Regions from separate parts of the Sus scrofa genome. Here all the other regions are linked to region 1. Evidence: chromatin contacts called from public promoter capture Hi-C data. All regions are on one chromosome and are shown on one strand. Each heading gives the region's core, a stretch centred on a gene start, on an enhancer-like site or on the middle of the called end of the contact. The rest is flanking DNA. Distances are from core to core; before and after follow the strand shown.

The links. Promoter capture Hi-C pulls out the DNA fragments that hold promoters and counts their contacts.
Region 2: a contact with region 1 is called in a promoter capture Hi-C map of fetal liver, with 2.2 times the contacts expected there. The contact joins the promoter of ZNF865 here to the promoter of UBE2S in region 1. A contact is called at or near these places in 1 of 5 promoter capture datasets (fetal liver) and 1 of 2 datasets of contacts at active chromatin or transcription factors (alveolar macrophages).
Region 3: a contact with region 1 is called in a promoter capture Hi-C map of liver, with 2.5 times the contacts expected there. The contact joins the promoter of TMEM86B here to the promoter of UBE2S in region 1. A contact is called at or near these places in 1 of 5 promoter capture datasets (liver) and 1 of 47 Hi-C or Micro-C datasets (liver).

What each region holds. Positions count from the first base shown.
Region 1 is chr6:59,568,501-59,573,147 of Sscrofa11.1, reverse strand. It overlaps UBE2S (ubiquitin-conjugating enzyme E2 S), which reads left to right and starts at 2,664. Exons shown (of 4, transcript XM_021095037.1): 1 at 2,664-3,211; 2 at 3,834-3,981. The coding sequence starts at 3,209.
Region 2 is chr6:59,724,163-59,728,809 of Sscrofa11.1, reverse strand. It overlaps ZNF865 (zinc finger protein 865), which reads right to left and starts at 2,806. Exons shown (of 4, transcript XM_005674490.3): 1 at 2,575-2,806. ZNF524 (zinc finger protein 524) reads right to left here. Exons shown (of 2, transcript XM_021095048.1): 2 at 4,644-4,647.
Region 3 is chr6:59,424,234-59,428,880 of Sscrofa11.1, reverse strand. It overlaps TMEM86B (transmembrane protein 86B), which reads left to right and starts at 2,795. Exons shown (of 3, transcript NM_001243276.1): 1 at 2,795-2,873; 2 at 3,110-3,356; 3 at 3,946-4,647. The coding sequence starts at 2,823. The coding sequence ends at 4,328. It overlaps PPP6R1 (serine/threonine-protein phosphatase 6 regulatory subunit 1), which reads left to right. Exons shown (of 24, transcript XM_021094995.1): 21 at 21-91; 22 at 240-321; 23 at 714-824; 24 at 905-980. The coding sequence ends at 980.

The DNA of each region.
Region 1 (4,647 bases), core at 1,415-3,914:
GGATCTTTGTCTCTCTGCGGACAGAGCCCAAGCGCCCAGAAGGCTGCCTGGCACATGGCAGGTGCTCAGTAGGTACTGGCTGAAGGAGCGCCTTGATCTGTCTGGCACTCTGCTAGGGGCGAAGGACAGAGTCCCCGATCTGCTGGGGCAGCACTCGTCAGAGGATCAGGGACCAAAAATAAGTATTCATTCCAATGGACCAGGAAGAACGAGGGAGACGTGAACAAAGCAGAGGAGGAGAGGTGAGGGCTCCTCTGAGAGGTGACATTATAAGGTGAGTCTAGGCCATGAGGGGGACAAGGAGAGAACAGGTGGGGGGGGGCCTCTCCAGGCATGGGGGACACAGATGTGACATCCTCAGGTCAGACAGAGGAAGGCCAAGGGGGCCTCAGGGCGAGGGTGCGTATGGATCTTGTGGGAGTTTCGGATGCCTTCAGAATGCGGCGTGTTGGGGGCTCTTGAAAGCTTTTCAGCAGAGGTGGGGCCTGTGGGCATTTCAAGCTCAGGTAAAGGGCAGCCTTCCCAGACGGCGAACTCCAGCCATAAGCGAAGTCCGATTGGCACACAGCCACCCCCTTCCATCTCCTACGCTGCTCCGACGCGACGGCAGCAGAACAGAGCAGGGTGGGACAGAGAAGAACGCCCAGCAAAGGCAAGAACTTTACTGAGCCGCGCAGACCCCAATTTTAAGACGACGGGCAATTCCTAACTTTTCCCTCAGGCCCTGACTTCGCCGATTCCCATCAGGCCTCCCATCCCCACTGCCACCAACCTGCTGGAAGCTGCCATCACCTCCAGGGGCCTCTCTCTGTCCCTGCCCACCGCCCAGTCAAAACCTCCACTGGCTCCCCAGGGCTTGCAAACAACACCTGGCCCACCTGGGCCTAGGCCAGTGGGGCAACGGCTGCCCCTCTTACCTCTGTCGTCAGCACCTCTGACCCGGCCTCCTAGGGGTGACCTAAACACACCATCCACTCACCTCGCCTTTGCATGGACTGTTCCCTTTTCTGGAATGCTCTTCTTTTTTTTTTTTGCTTATCAGGACCCCACCTGCAGCATATGGAAGTTCCCAGGCCAAGAGGTGATGCCGAGCTACAGCTGCCGGCCTACACCACAGCCATGGCAAGGCCAGATCCAAGCCACATCTGCGAGCTACACCCCAGCTCACCGCAAGGCCGGACCTTTAACCCACTGAGCGAAGCCAGGGATGGAACCCCCATCCTCATGGATATTCGTCGGATTCATTTCTCCTGCGCCACATGGGAACTCCCTGGAATGCTCTTCACCTAGACCTTCCTGCAGCCGCCATCATCCTGCCTCAGACCCCCGCCCCCTCCCTTCCTACGCCCCTGGCCCCGACTTACTGTTCGGCAAAGGCTGTGTTCCTGGCGGGGTACACTGGCTCACTGTCTGGTTCTCCAGGAGCGCGGGGTGCTGTCCCTTTTACACTCTGCTGCATCCCCACAGCATCCTGCCTGCCCCATGGTAGGTGCTCAGAAAAAGCGGACTGAATGCATGCGGGAGTCCGGGGGGCATCCCACGACACGCGCCCCACAGGGCCGTGGCAAGGGCTCGGGGGACCCCGGCGGCGCGGGCCCGGTCAGCGCGGAGGACGCCACCACCGCTCCCCGGTTCGCCATAAGTCACCGTCGGCTGGGACAGCTCAGCTGCACCGCCGCCTCTGCTTGTCCCCACGGGGGACCCTGGGCAAGTCACTCGACCCCCCTCTTCCTTCGGGGTCCTCGTGTGTTAACGGGGCGGGAAGGTCCGCATTCAGCGGGCGGAACCTGCAGGTCGGGTGCGGGGCGCCCGCGCGCCCCTCCGGCGCACGAAGACCGCGAGGCTGTGGGAGTCTCGGCACCGTCCTGCTCCCTCTTCCTGAAGCTGGGCCCCCGACGGGACACCGTGGCCCAGCTGGACGCTCCGCTCCGGGGCTGAGCGGCCCTGAGGCGGGCGCCGCGGCCGCACCGCACCGGGGCCAGGCAGGCCGCGCAGCTCCTCGGCCTCCGGCTCTCCGGACAGGGTCCCCCCGGGGCACCCCGGGCCGCTTCCCCCGACAGGCGGAGGGAGCCCCGGCCGGGGCGCGGCCGGCCGGGGGCCCTGGTCAGTCACAAGAAGGACCGCGCCCTGAACAAGGCCAGGGGACTCTTCCTCTTCTCACAGGAGTAAACTGACGCCCGGCGTCGCAACCGAGGCCTGGCCGGGGCCAGAGGTCACACATGGGGGTGGGGGTGGGGCCGGTCGTGGAACCTCTGCCAACACAGGACACGGGTCATAGGTCATTGCCAGCACAAAATGGCGCCTCGCAGAAATACGTCTATCAATTCGCGGTGCCCACCCCCGCCACAGGCTGAGGAAGGGGCGCAGGCGTCCGGGCACACTCATCTGCATACACAGAAACGAACGAAGTTAATTGGCTGCGAGCGCCTGGGTCCGCGGTAGGGAGGACTCCCATTGGTTGCTCTCCAATTCTCCCGTTCCCTACTGGAGAAGGCCCCAGTACGCCTTCTCCAGTAGGGATTGGCCTCCGCGTGTCTCATGACGCCACGCCACGATTGCGCGTCCCCATTGGCCGGACCGCCTTCCATCATCCTTTTAAAACCCCTCAAGTCCCGCCTCTCTTTGCTCGGCTCGGGCTCCCGGGTCGACCGTTAGTCGCGTGCGCGATTTCCTGGGCGTCAGGGCGCGAGCGCGTACGCCGGCGTTTCATTCAAACGGACCAATCAGCGGTCGCGTCACCCTTCCCGTTCTCTTCTCTACTTCCCCTTTTCTACCTCTCCTTTCTCCTGGATTTCCTCCCTGACCCCCGTGCGCACGTATTGGCCAGCCTGCCCCGCGCCCCCTCCCCAGTTTCTCCTGCTCTTGCCCGCAGTTTGTCGAAAGGGAGCGAGCTCGTCGAACGCCAAGGAGTGTGCGCACTGACGTCACGAGTCGAGGCGCGGCGCGAGGGGCCCCGAGGGGGCGAGGCCTGTGGGCGGATATAAAAGGGCGGCGGTGTGCGCGCGGCCGGCTTAGTGCGGTCGGGCGCCCGGGGCGGGTTTACCTGCTCAGGCGGTGTGTGGCGGTCGTCGGAGGCAGTGGGGCGCGGAGCCGGGCCGCTGGGGCCTCCCCAGGGCCGCAGCGGCGGCAATTGGGCCCCCCGCCCCAGCCAGCGGCCGGAGAGCGCAGGAAGGGGGCCGGGGGGACCCGCCCCCGGCCGGCCGCAGTCATGGTGAGCGTCGCGTCCGGGCCTGTTGGGGGGGGGGGGCGGTCAGGGCCCTCCTGGAGGAGGAGATGGGGTCTCAGGAGCATCTCTCTGGCGGCTGGGGGATTGGATGGCCCAGTTGGGGGTCCTGGGTTAGGGCTGGGCCCAGGGGCCCTCCTGTAGGCGGAGCGGGAGGGGAAGGCCCAGCTGAGCTCCGGGAAGGGCTCCGGGCTTTCGGGCCTGCCCGTGGGTGTTCCGGGAGTAACGACACTCCGCCGCCATCTCCAGGCCGGAGCTGGGGTTTCCAGGATGGTCTTCCCAAGTTGAGGTGTGGAAGGACACCGGGGTAGGGCTCGGGCCTACCCGGGACCACTGGGGGTCCGTATGTGGGGCTACGAATGGGCTTTAGGGACTTATGGGGAAGGTGGAGTCATCCGCCAGACCTTGGAGATCCGCTCCATTCCTAATGGGAGATTCACCTGAAGCCATCGCCTGAAGCACCCTGGATTGGGAGTGTCTGGGAGCTCGGGGTGATTGGCCAGACTAGGACTGCAGGGGCAAGAAAAGTAGGGCGGCCACCGCATCCTAGGTCCTGCAGGAGGCCCCAGGACCAAAGGCCCATGGCTCGCCCCCTTTTTTCCACATCTAGAACTCCAATGTGGAGAACCTACCCCCGCACATTATCCGCCTGGTGTACAAAGAGGTGACGACACTGACAGCTGACCCACCTGATGGCATCAAGGTCTTCCCCAACGAGGAGGACCTCACTGACCTGCAGGTCACCATCGAGGGCCCTGGTGAGTGTGGGTGAGGGAGGTGCGCTTCCTAAATCCTTGGCATCCTTGGAGCGGGAATAGGAAGCTCTCAGTATAAGGTGGGCTGCCAGACCTGTGACGGGCACACCTGGTACGCATGGTGCTCATGGGCTGCAGGGCGGGAAATCGCAGTTGTGTATACTTTCTCTGAGAGAATTGAGAGAAAATCCTGGGGGTCCTATCTGGTTTGGGTGTCCTCACACCCAGAAGTATGGGAAGGAATTGAGTGGAATTGGGAAGAGGGTGCCAGGACGTGGGAATGGTGTCTGAGAGGCCTGGGGGGGCGGGCTAGACGATTGCAAATTCCTTCCTGCTGTCAGTGTCAGGGGCTTTGAAGACCAAGCAGAGAACAAGCCAGGTGCAGTCTGGCGGGCAGAGGGCAGTAACAAGCAAATGAGTACCTGTGATCGTTGGACCACACACAGTGGTTCAGCGTGTTACTGCGTGTGTGCTACATTTCACTTATTAGTGGAATTTCTCTTAATCTCAGCGCCGAGCAAGTGATGAAGGACCTAGATGGGAGTTCGGCTTGTAGGGAAGGATCAGGGCGGACTTCTCCAGGGGTGTCGGTTAGAGTGTGTTGATGGGTCCCCAGAGGTTTTTGGCCGACTCCGTGTGTACCTTACGGGAACAGGAAGGAGGGAGACT
Region 2 (4,647 bases), core at 1,557-4,056, 160 kb before region 1:
CCACACATTTCCTAAAGTCAGACCCCTAACAAGCAGCAGGGCCAGGAGCTGAAGGCGAGCAGAGAGAAGGGCTGTGATCCTTACAACATGCTGTCTTTCAGTAGTTCTCTCTCCAAAATAAAGCCCTCACACCTCCTCATACTGGAAATACCCTCTGCTCCCCCACTTCCCTGCCACCCAAGCCCAGCACTAGCCACTGGCATTACCTGAATACTAACGAGTTCGGCACATGGTGCTAAATGGGGCTTGTCTCCGTCAAACTCCCCAACAGACTCATGAGATAAGCATTGCTGTTCTCCTCAACCAGTACACAGGGGGCTAAGGCCAAGCCGTGTCACTGGCACTCCTCTGCTCAAAAGCTGCAGTGACACCACCTCAGGAAGTCAAAGATGACCTGCACACACCGCAGCAGCCTCCTGGCTGCCACACCAATGTGCCAACGCCATGCTTGCCCCTGGGCCTTTGCACCTGCTGCTGCTTCTGCCTGGAGAGCTCTCATTCCCAGGGACGCAGCTCCCTCGCGCCCCCATCTCCTTCCCATCTTTGCTCCAATACAGTCTGCTCAGGGAGACGCTCCGTAAGCACGGTACCCTGTCCCCCAGACCAACCTTCCCGTTCACCCCCGCCTCCTTCACTTCTCTCCTTTCCCGTCAGCAATATCCCATAAACCCTATGTTCTGTCTTCTTGTTGCTGGCCTCCCCCAGGAAGAGGCCAGCTTCAAGGACACAAGGATTTTTCTGTCTTGGTCATTGCTCTAGGCCCACGGCCTAGATAAGAACAGGGCCTGTCCTGACAAATATGTGTGAAATAAGTAAATACATGAAGCTAGGAAAAGAGGGCGTGGCCTGCTCAGAGACAGGAACACTAGTGGACGCCAGGGCTCATCCTCTGAACCCTTTCACTCTTGGGGGAGGAAGCCATTAAGCTAGCCCCCTGGTGGGCCACCACTGTCCAAGAGGAGACGAGTTTACCCATGGGTGTAACCTGTGGACAAGTGGCTCTCGGGGGTGACAAGAGGACCACAGGAATCTCTTGAAAGAGGCCTTCCTACCACCCCCTCTAACTCTACGCCCTTATCCCACTGTATTTCCTTCACACATGCCTATGTATTCTGCCTTTTTCTTTTATTTTCTGCCCTATGAACGAGCGTCTACACTCCACAAGGACAGTTTTGTCTGCTTGTTCTCTGCGGCATCCCAGTAGGTGCTCATTAAACAGCTGAACAAAGGCGTGAATGCACAAGTGAACATTCTGGGCACGTAGAGCTGACAAAGGCCAGCTGACTGACCACGATGCCCTCACCTCTGAGGCCCAGAAGATCGCACCTCATCTCCCTCATTCTTCCCTTCCATTCGTTCGCTCCAACCTCACTGGCCTCCCCTGCTGTCTCGCCACTCACCGCGAGGATGGTCACCTCAGGGCCTTTGCACCTGCTCTTCCTCTGCCTGGAACAGTTCACCCAGCTCTTTCCACGGCTAAGTGACCTCTGCTAATTCAGGTTTCACCACAGAAGTATCTCATAAGGCTCTCAGAAAACCCAGAAAACAGCACCGATCTTGTTTGTTCACTTGCTTTTCATCTGTTTCCTCAACTAGACTGCAAAGACCCACAGAACAAAGACTGCGTGTCTCTCTCCTTCTCTGCTCTATGCCCTGGACCTAGGACTGTGAATATTCGGTCAGCCAAGAGCAAATGAATGAATGTCTGGGGAAAAAGAGGTCATGGCCTAGTGAGGCTGGGAGGCTTCCTCAGGGGGTCCAGGAGGAGGGAGCGAGAAGTGGCAGGTCAGGAGAGAGCTGTTAGTGCCAGGGGGAGAGGAGCATCCTGGGAGGGAAAGCCTCACATCCAGTTCTGCTCTGTGGGAGGACAGCAGACAGGAGCTGACCCAGAGGGTGGGGTAGGAGCCAGACAGAAGTGTTTCATGGAAGCCGGGGCTAAACTGGAAGCTATTTCTACCTGAAGGGGGAGAGGATGTAGGGGTGAGAGCATGACTCTAGAGGGACCTGTTGGGGGGGTGTCAGTGAACTGAAAGGAGTATATTCTTAAGAGGAATTATTGGGGGGCGGGAAGGATGGAGAAGGCAAAAAGGCATTCTTGGCCGCTGACCAAAATGCAAAGAATTTTAATACCAATGAAGGGGGTGTTGGATCTTTGGGGGCTGCTGTGTGTGCACAGAGATACTGGGGGACAGATCTGCTGTGAAGCACGGATGCAACACTCTTTCGAGGCAACCGATACGGGATATTAAAGGGGGGTTCGTGGGTAGCTGCCCTGCGTGGGGACTGGCAATGCTGGTGGCATGTGGGGGGCTGTCCTGGAGGAAGCAATGACAGGGGGCTATGTAGAAGGGACCCATGAAAAAGCATAGCGGGGCGCCCTGGCAGCAGTCCTACATGGGGGCATTAATGGGAAGCTATCTGGAGCAGTCTTATGGGGGAGCGGTGATGGGGGGGGCCAGCGAGGGCTCGGCGGGAGAAGCACTGATGGGGACGTTCTGGGGACCAGGGCGGGCCAAGACCGGGCCCCCCGCCCACGTTGCCCCCAGGCCCCGGGCCACGCGCCCCGTCACTCACCGGCGCCGGGGTCTCCGCCGGGAGGAGGCCGAGGAGGCGGAGGAGGCGCCGCCGCTCCGGGGAGACCCGAGGGCCCGACCGGAAGTGCCGCCCCCTCCCCCTCCCCGGCAGCCCCGAGCCGCCCGCCTGCCCGCCCGCCCGGAAGCGGAAATCGCGCCCGTCTCCGAGGCGCCGGCGTGGAGGTGCGGAAAGAGGAGGCGGCGGCGGCGGCGACCGTGAAGGGGAAGTGCGCCTGCGCGCTGGCTCGGAACGCGGGCGGGGAAAGCCTCAGCCGCTTCCGGTGGGCGAGCTGAGCACAGTGCGCCTGCGCCATGTGCGCCCGCCTCTTCTTAGGGCACCGCCCACATGCTCCGGACATCCGGTTAAGCCCCGCCCCGTCCTGCGAATCACGCCTACTTCAGAGCTTAGTTATCATAAGCCTCGCCCATCGCCTCAGATTCTGTGCTCCTCGACTCAGCCCCTTTAAGTTTTCCCCTTCCCCTCCTCCAATCCGTTACGCTCTAGAATTCCGCCTCTCCCTCCTAAGCCCCGCCTCTCAGGGCTTAGCCACGCCCCTCTTCTTAAGCCCCGCCCCCTCCGCTGTAGCATTTATGCTCCCGCTCTCAATGTTCATGCTAGGATAATTCTGCCTGGCGCTTCCAAAGCGGTGCCTGAGGTCAGTGGGTCTTAAAGTATGGTCGGCATCACCAGGAAATGTTAGAAATTAATGTAAATGCTCAGGCTCCTGCCCCAGACTTACACAATCAGAGACCCTGGGGCGTAGGGCCTAGGGACCTGTTTTAAAATACCCTTCAGGTGGAGTTCCCCTTGGTGGCTCAGTGGAAACGAAATCTTATTAGTATCCATGAGGACTCAAGTTCCATCCCAGGCCTCGCTCAGTGGGTTAAGGATCTGGAGTTGCCCTGAGCTGTGGTGTAGGTTGCAGTTGCAGCTCAGATCTGGCGTGGAGGTGGCTGTGGCTACAGCTCCGATTCAACCCCTAGCCTGGAAACCTCCATATACCGCAAGTGCGGCCCTAAAAAGACATAAAAATAAAATAAAATACCCTTCAGGTGATTCTGATGGACTGAAGTTTCCAAAGATATCTTTACCACACTTTGCACGGCCCCCTTCATATACCATCTGCAAGCCTCGCTCCTAACTCAGCCTCACCTCAAGCAGCTAAGCCTGATTCTATTCAGCCCTTTTTTTTTTTTTTTTTGGCCCGCACCCTGTGGCACATGGAAGTTCTGGGGACGAGATTGAATCCGAGCCACAGCTGTGTACCGACTGCCATAGCCATGGCAAAACTGGCTCCTTAACCCATCGGACCACAGCGGGAACTCAAATTCAGCCCTTCCTTCCAAGCTCCTCCTCTGTCAGGGACCTTCCATCTCTTAGGTCCTCGCTTCTCTCCCCTTGGCGTGCATAGCAGTCATACCCACTGCCCAGTATCCTTACAGTGAGGTCCCGCCTCTCCCAACACCTTGCTCTCCTGCAGTTTCCCCTTGAAGCTTCTCCCCTCAGAGAAACCCAACCCCTTCCCTCTAAATGGTCTCAATTTCTGAAGGGCAAGGCTTACACCTCTTCAAGCCCCTCTCGTTTCTCGGCCCCTTTTCCTAAGCCTAGCCCAGTTTTTACCCAACTGCCCAACAAGCCCCGCCCCCGCTGCCCCGCCCCTCCAGCTCGCCCCTCCTCTACCCGAGCCCTACCAAAGTTGTCAGCCCTGCAGGCCACTCTCAGGTCAGTATTTCCCTGCAAAAAAGCGCCAGGACAAAGAGAAGGGCCAATGTGATGGCTACAGAATTCCCGGGAATCTGGCTGAAACAGGGGAGGAGAACCTAGAGTCACGTTTGCACAGAAGGTTCAATGTTCTACTTAAAGAGTGGATATTTGGGGGCGGGGGTGCTTTGGGGTCTGCTGGAGATGGGAGGGGGGCAAAGGCTTCCCCCAAGCCGGTCTTCAGCGCCGAGCTAATGAGGTACACGACATAGGGTCCTCCCATGGAGTGGTGTAACTGGCAGGAGGACATCTGGAGGGAGGAGAAGCGGGGGGGCGGCCCTGGGACCATCACGGAACACACGCAGGAAGCCA
Region 3 (4,647 bases), core at 1,546-4,045, 140 kb after region 1:
CTCCTTTTCTTGCCTCCTAGGTCTCAGGATCCCACGCCCCCCTCAGCACCTCAGGAAGCCACAGATGGCAGCAAAGTAGCGGAGCCCTTGGGTGAGCCACTCTCTGCCCACCTCACCGTGCCCACCCCACCCTGGGCCTCCCACTGTTGACCTCTGGCCTGTCCACAATGGGTCTGAGGAGCAAGACGGGTGTGAAGCTCGCTAAAGGTCACATCTCCTGGCCCCTCTCCTCTGCACAGCCCCCTGCCAGGCCTTGGTCAGTGTCGGGGACCTTCAGGCCACACTCAGAGGGACGCATTCCGCCCCCAGCTCCTTGGACAGGTAACTGGTTAAGGACCAGCTGCTGGGGGGCCAAGTGGGAGAGGCAGGTGGAATCTGGGACTGGGGTCATCCCTGCCCAGAGCTGCTCCTGGGGGGCCTTGCGGGACCCCTCCCTCCAGGTCTGCACCACTGCCTCAGGGCCTCGTGGCAGCTGAAGGTCTGGGCTGTCTTTGCCCACTTATGGTCGTAAGAGAGGATCCTGGAGCCCAGGGTCACCTGCTCAGCCCTGGGGTGGGAAGGCTTCCGGTGGGATCAGAAGGGGGCCAGGGGTGTCCAGAGCTCGTGTCCCAGCTGACCTGAGCTGCTTCTCCCGGGTGGGCAGTTTCCAGGGGTCTTTGGGCGAGAGTGCCCGGGGGGCATCAGTGACAGTAGCCCTGTGGATCCCCACACAGTGCAACCAGAGACCCTGCTACCTCTGTCCCAGCCCCCGGGGCCCACCAGCCCCCCCAGACCATGGAAGGGCAGAAGAGCCCAGAACCCTCAGGGCTCCCACAAAGCCAGAGGTGAGCTGGTGCAGCCTCACAGGGCAGCCGGTGTTCTGGCAGGAAGGCACTGATCTCTCATGCTGTCCCTTTGCCCACAGTGCCCTGGCCCTTGAGCCGCTCCCGATGCCCAATGGCTCTGCTGCAGGAGGGCCGGTGTCCCCAGGCTCCCAGTGAGTGGTGGGGGCGGGGGCAGCAGGTGGGCTGGGGCTGGGTTGGCAGAGGCTTCCGGGTGGCGGGCTCCTCACACAGGTTTCCCTCTCGGTTCCCAGGTAACTGCCTGGCCCGGTGGTGGCGGCCACATCCTCCGTGCCCCACGTGGACCCTGCCCGGGTTGGGGCAGGGCTGGTCCCAAGGTGGCCCTGTTGCCCCATCCCCTCTTCCCCACCTAGGAGGCTGGACTCCCAGGAGGCCGGTGCCAGGGACAAAGGCCCCCTCCCCCAATTGCACTGAGAAAAGGAACTGCGGAGTTTTGTCTCCTAGAATAAAGATAGAGTTGAGTAGAGAGAAAGGAGAGTGAGAGAGAGACCTATATTATATATTATATATATATATATATATATATACATATATATATATCTCGAGGGAGGAGAGAGTGGGCAGGCGGAGAGCCAGGAGGAAGCAGGCCAGGGCTGGGGGCGGCGTGGACCTGCACCCTCCCACTGGGGCTACTGTGGTGAGGGGTCCTGAGGCTGCCACGCCCCCTCTTCCTGCCGGACCCCCACCCTCCGGTGCAGACGCCCACACCCACACTCGGCCTTTCAGCTCAGGTCCACCTTGGGGGAGGCCCGAGTGGGGGTCGTGCCTTTGCCCACCCCCATCGCCCCGGGCCCTGCACTTTGATCCAGGCTGGGGCTAGAATCCCTTCCGTCTGGCCCAGCCAGCTCTGTGGGAGCAGGGGGCCCTGTTCTCTGGGGGCCTCCCGGGGTACACCCCCAGGGCCCTGATGCACTCACCGAGTCCCCCTCCATCTCCACGGACCCTGGGGCGGGGGTCTGGCGGGGGTCTGGCTGGGCTCCCCCTCCTACTCCCGAGGGTCTGGGGTCCAGCCCAGCCGCCAAGTGACCTTGTCCCAGCTCCCTCTCCCCAGGCTGGGGTGCGTGTGCGTGTGTTCGTGCCGAGCTTCTGTTTCATATTGCAAATATAAACAAATAAAGGAAGACAGTTTAAGACTCCTGCTGCTCAGACCTCGGGTTCTGACCTATTCCCGTGCCGTGGCTCTGGGGTGGGACCCTTACAAGGAGGAGTCAGGTACCTTCTGCTCCGAGGAAGGGTTTCCTGGAGGAGGAGCTGAGCATTTCCCATACTCATGCGGCACCTGGTCCTGGGAGCCGTCCCCTGTCCAGACAGGCTGCAGAAGGCGGTGAGTGGGCTTCCACACCCCATCCCCCTTTGGCCCACCCCTGACCTGCCCTGCCGTGTGGCAGGAGCCACGTCCCCGAGCCCTCTCCCCTTGGAGCAGCCAGCTAGGCCAGACAGGTGGGTGCCCAGTGGGTCCAGTGCGAAGGTGAAGTACTGGCCGCCATGCAGGGGAAGCTTCACTGGCGCGCCGGCCGGCTGGCACCACCGCCAGCCCCAGCTCCTGTCACCGAGCAAGTGTTTGGTGGAGGAGGGAGGCTCAGACTGTCCCTTGGATCTGGCAGGGTGTCCTCCCCTCCCCTCCCCTGTTGCTCATGAAAGGGCAGGCGTCGGAATGTTGCAGATTTTGCACCCAGGTCCCTTCTGACTGGCCTGGCGCAGGGCAGTGGGAGAGGCGTGTACAGCCAGGGCCCTCTAGGCAGGGAGGAAGCGAGACAGAGGGAGTGGGGGAGGAGGGACCCCTGGGTGCCAGTGGGCACCGTATCAGCAGGTGCCAGGCAGGGCCGTCCCCAGGGCAGGAGCAGCATCTCCCTGGGCCCTGTTATCAGTCCCAGAGTCCACAGGACGCTCCTCGGGTTAACGAGTAACCACACACCATCTCCTCCACCCCCAAGCTACCCGTACCCACTTGCAGGCCGTTCTCAGGGGTCACAGGCTGACATGGACCCCGGGAAAGAGGGCCTGCCCCGAAAACCTCGCTTTTCAGCTCAAGTGAGAGCCGCCGCGTAGGGGTAGGGGGGTGGCAGGGCTGGGGCTGGGCTCTGTGGGGCTGGACATCCTGGTCCCTGGGCAGTGTGGCTCGGGTCCCTGGGTGGGCGTGGGGTGACAATCTTGACCCCCAAGGGCGGGGAGCTCACTGGGCGCGAGGCCAGGTGGTTCTGAAGCCTGGTCTCGGGCTGGGGGCAGGGCTGGTTTCTAGGGCTCAGCAGCCCCCTGGTCCCCTGAAGCAGCTGCACGTGGGCAAGTGGCTGAGCCCCTTCTTCTTCACCTGCGCCGTCTACTTCCTCCTCTGGATCCCCGACGACCAGCCGTCCTGGGTCGGCGCCCTGGTCAAGTGCCTGCCCGTCCTCTCCCTGGTGGTATTCCTGCGGGCCGTGGACGCCGGCGGGGGCTACAGCGCGCGGCTGCAGGGGGCCCTCCTGTGCTCAGCCGTGGGGGACGCCTGCCTCGTCTGGCCCGAGGCCTTTCTCCATGGTGAGAGGGGCCCTGTTGCATTGTCCCTTTCGGAGCCTGGACAGGGGTGGGTGTGGGGGGCAACCCCCAGAAGAGGGCCTGCCAGGGGCAGGAGCCAGTAGGCGTGAAAGGGCGCTGGGAGGCGGCAGTGAGGGAGACTTGCCAGCCCTCCACCCCACGGAGCTCTCCTCCCGTTGAGGGCACGGGCAGAGTGTCAGGGGTCGCAGTCTTGAGGACACGAGTCGAGGACAGCCTCGCCGAGAAGGTAACGTCTGGAAGGGGTGCAGGAACGGCCATGTGCCCTTCCAGGAAAGGCCCTTCCAGGCAGGGGACCCACACGAGCAGAGGCCCTGGGGCGGGAGTGTGCCTGGTGCGTAGAGCCCACTAGGGGCCAAACGGAGTAAGGGTGAGAGTCAGGGGGCTTTTTAAGGCCACGCTGACACCCACCACAGGAAGAAGGGACCACAAGGAGGCCTGCGTTGTAATGCAGGAGACGGGTAGTATGGCCGGGGCCGGGGTGGGGGCCGGGGGCTCGGCCCGAGGGCTGCTTGGCGAGGCGAGGCAGGGAAGCAGAAGGCTCACCCGGCCCTCCCACCCCTGTCTCCTCCAGGCGTGGCCGCCTTCGCCGCGGCCCACCTGCTCTACCTCTGGGCCTTTGGCCTGACGCCCCTGCAGCCCGGCCTCCTGCTCCTGGTCATCCTGGCCGCTCTCCCGTACTACGGCCTCCTGCTTTGGCACCTCCCGCCCGACCTGGTCCTGGCCCTGACGGCTTACTCCTTGGCCCTGGCCACCATGCTGTGGCGTGGCCTGGCCAGGGGCGGGAGCACCGGCTGGGGCGCGCTGCTCTTCACGCTTTCGGATACCACGCTGGCCTGGAACGCCTTTGCCCAGCCCCTGCCCCACGCCCGCCTGGTGGTCATGACCACGTATTATTCCGCCCAGGTCCTCATCTCCCTGTCGGTCTCCCAGAGCCCCAAGCTCAAGCCCAACTGACAGGGCGCTGAGGCGGGCAGGTGTTTGCCCCCTCTCCTCCTGCAAGGCCCTGGGACCCCCTGAGCAGCAAGGCCGGAGAAGCACTGTCGAGGGCGAAAGTCAGGCCCCCAGACGACTCTCTGCCGGGGCCAGTCCATGCGGAGACAGAACCGTTTGCGGAAATGGGAATCCCCCGCCTTCCCACCACCTCCCCTTGGTTTTGAGTCTGGATTCCAGGCCCACGGTGGGCCCCCTGTGGCCCCAGGGGGCTGCGGCCAGGCCTGCGCCTGCTCTCTGGCCCTGATCTCTTTTTCTGTTGCCTCAGTAACGTGGGCGTCGG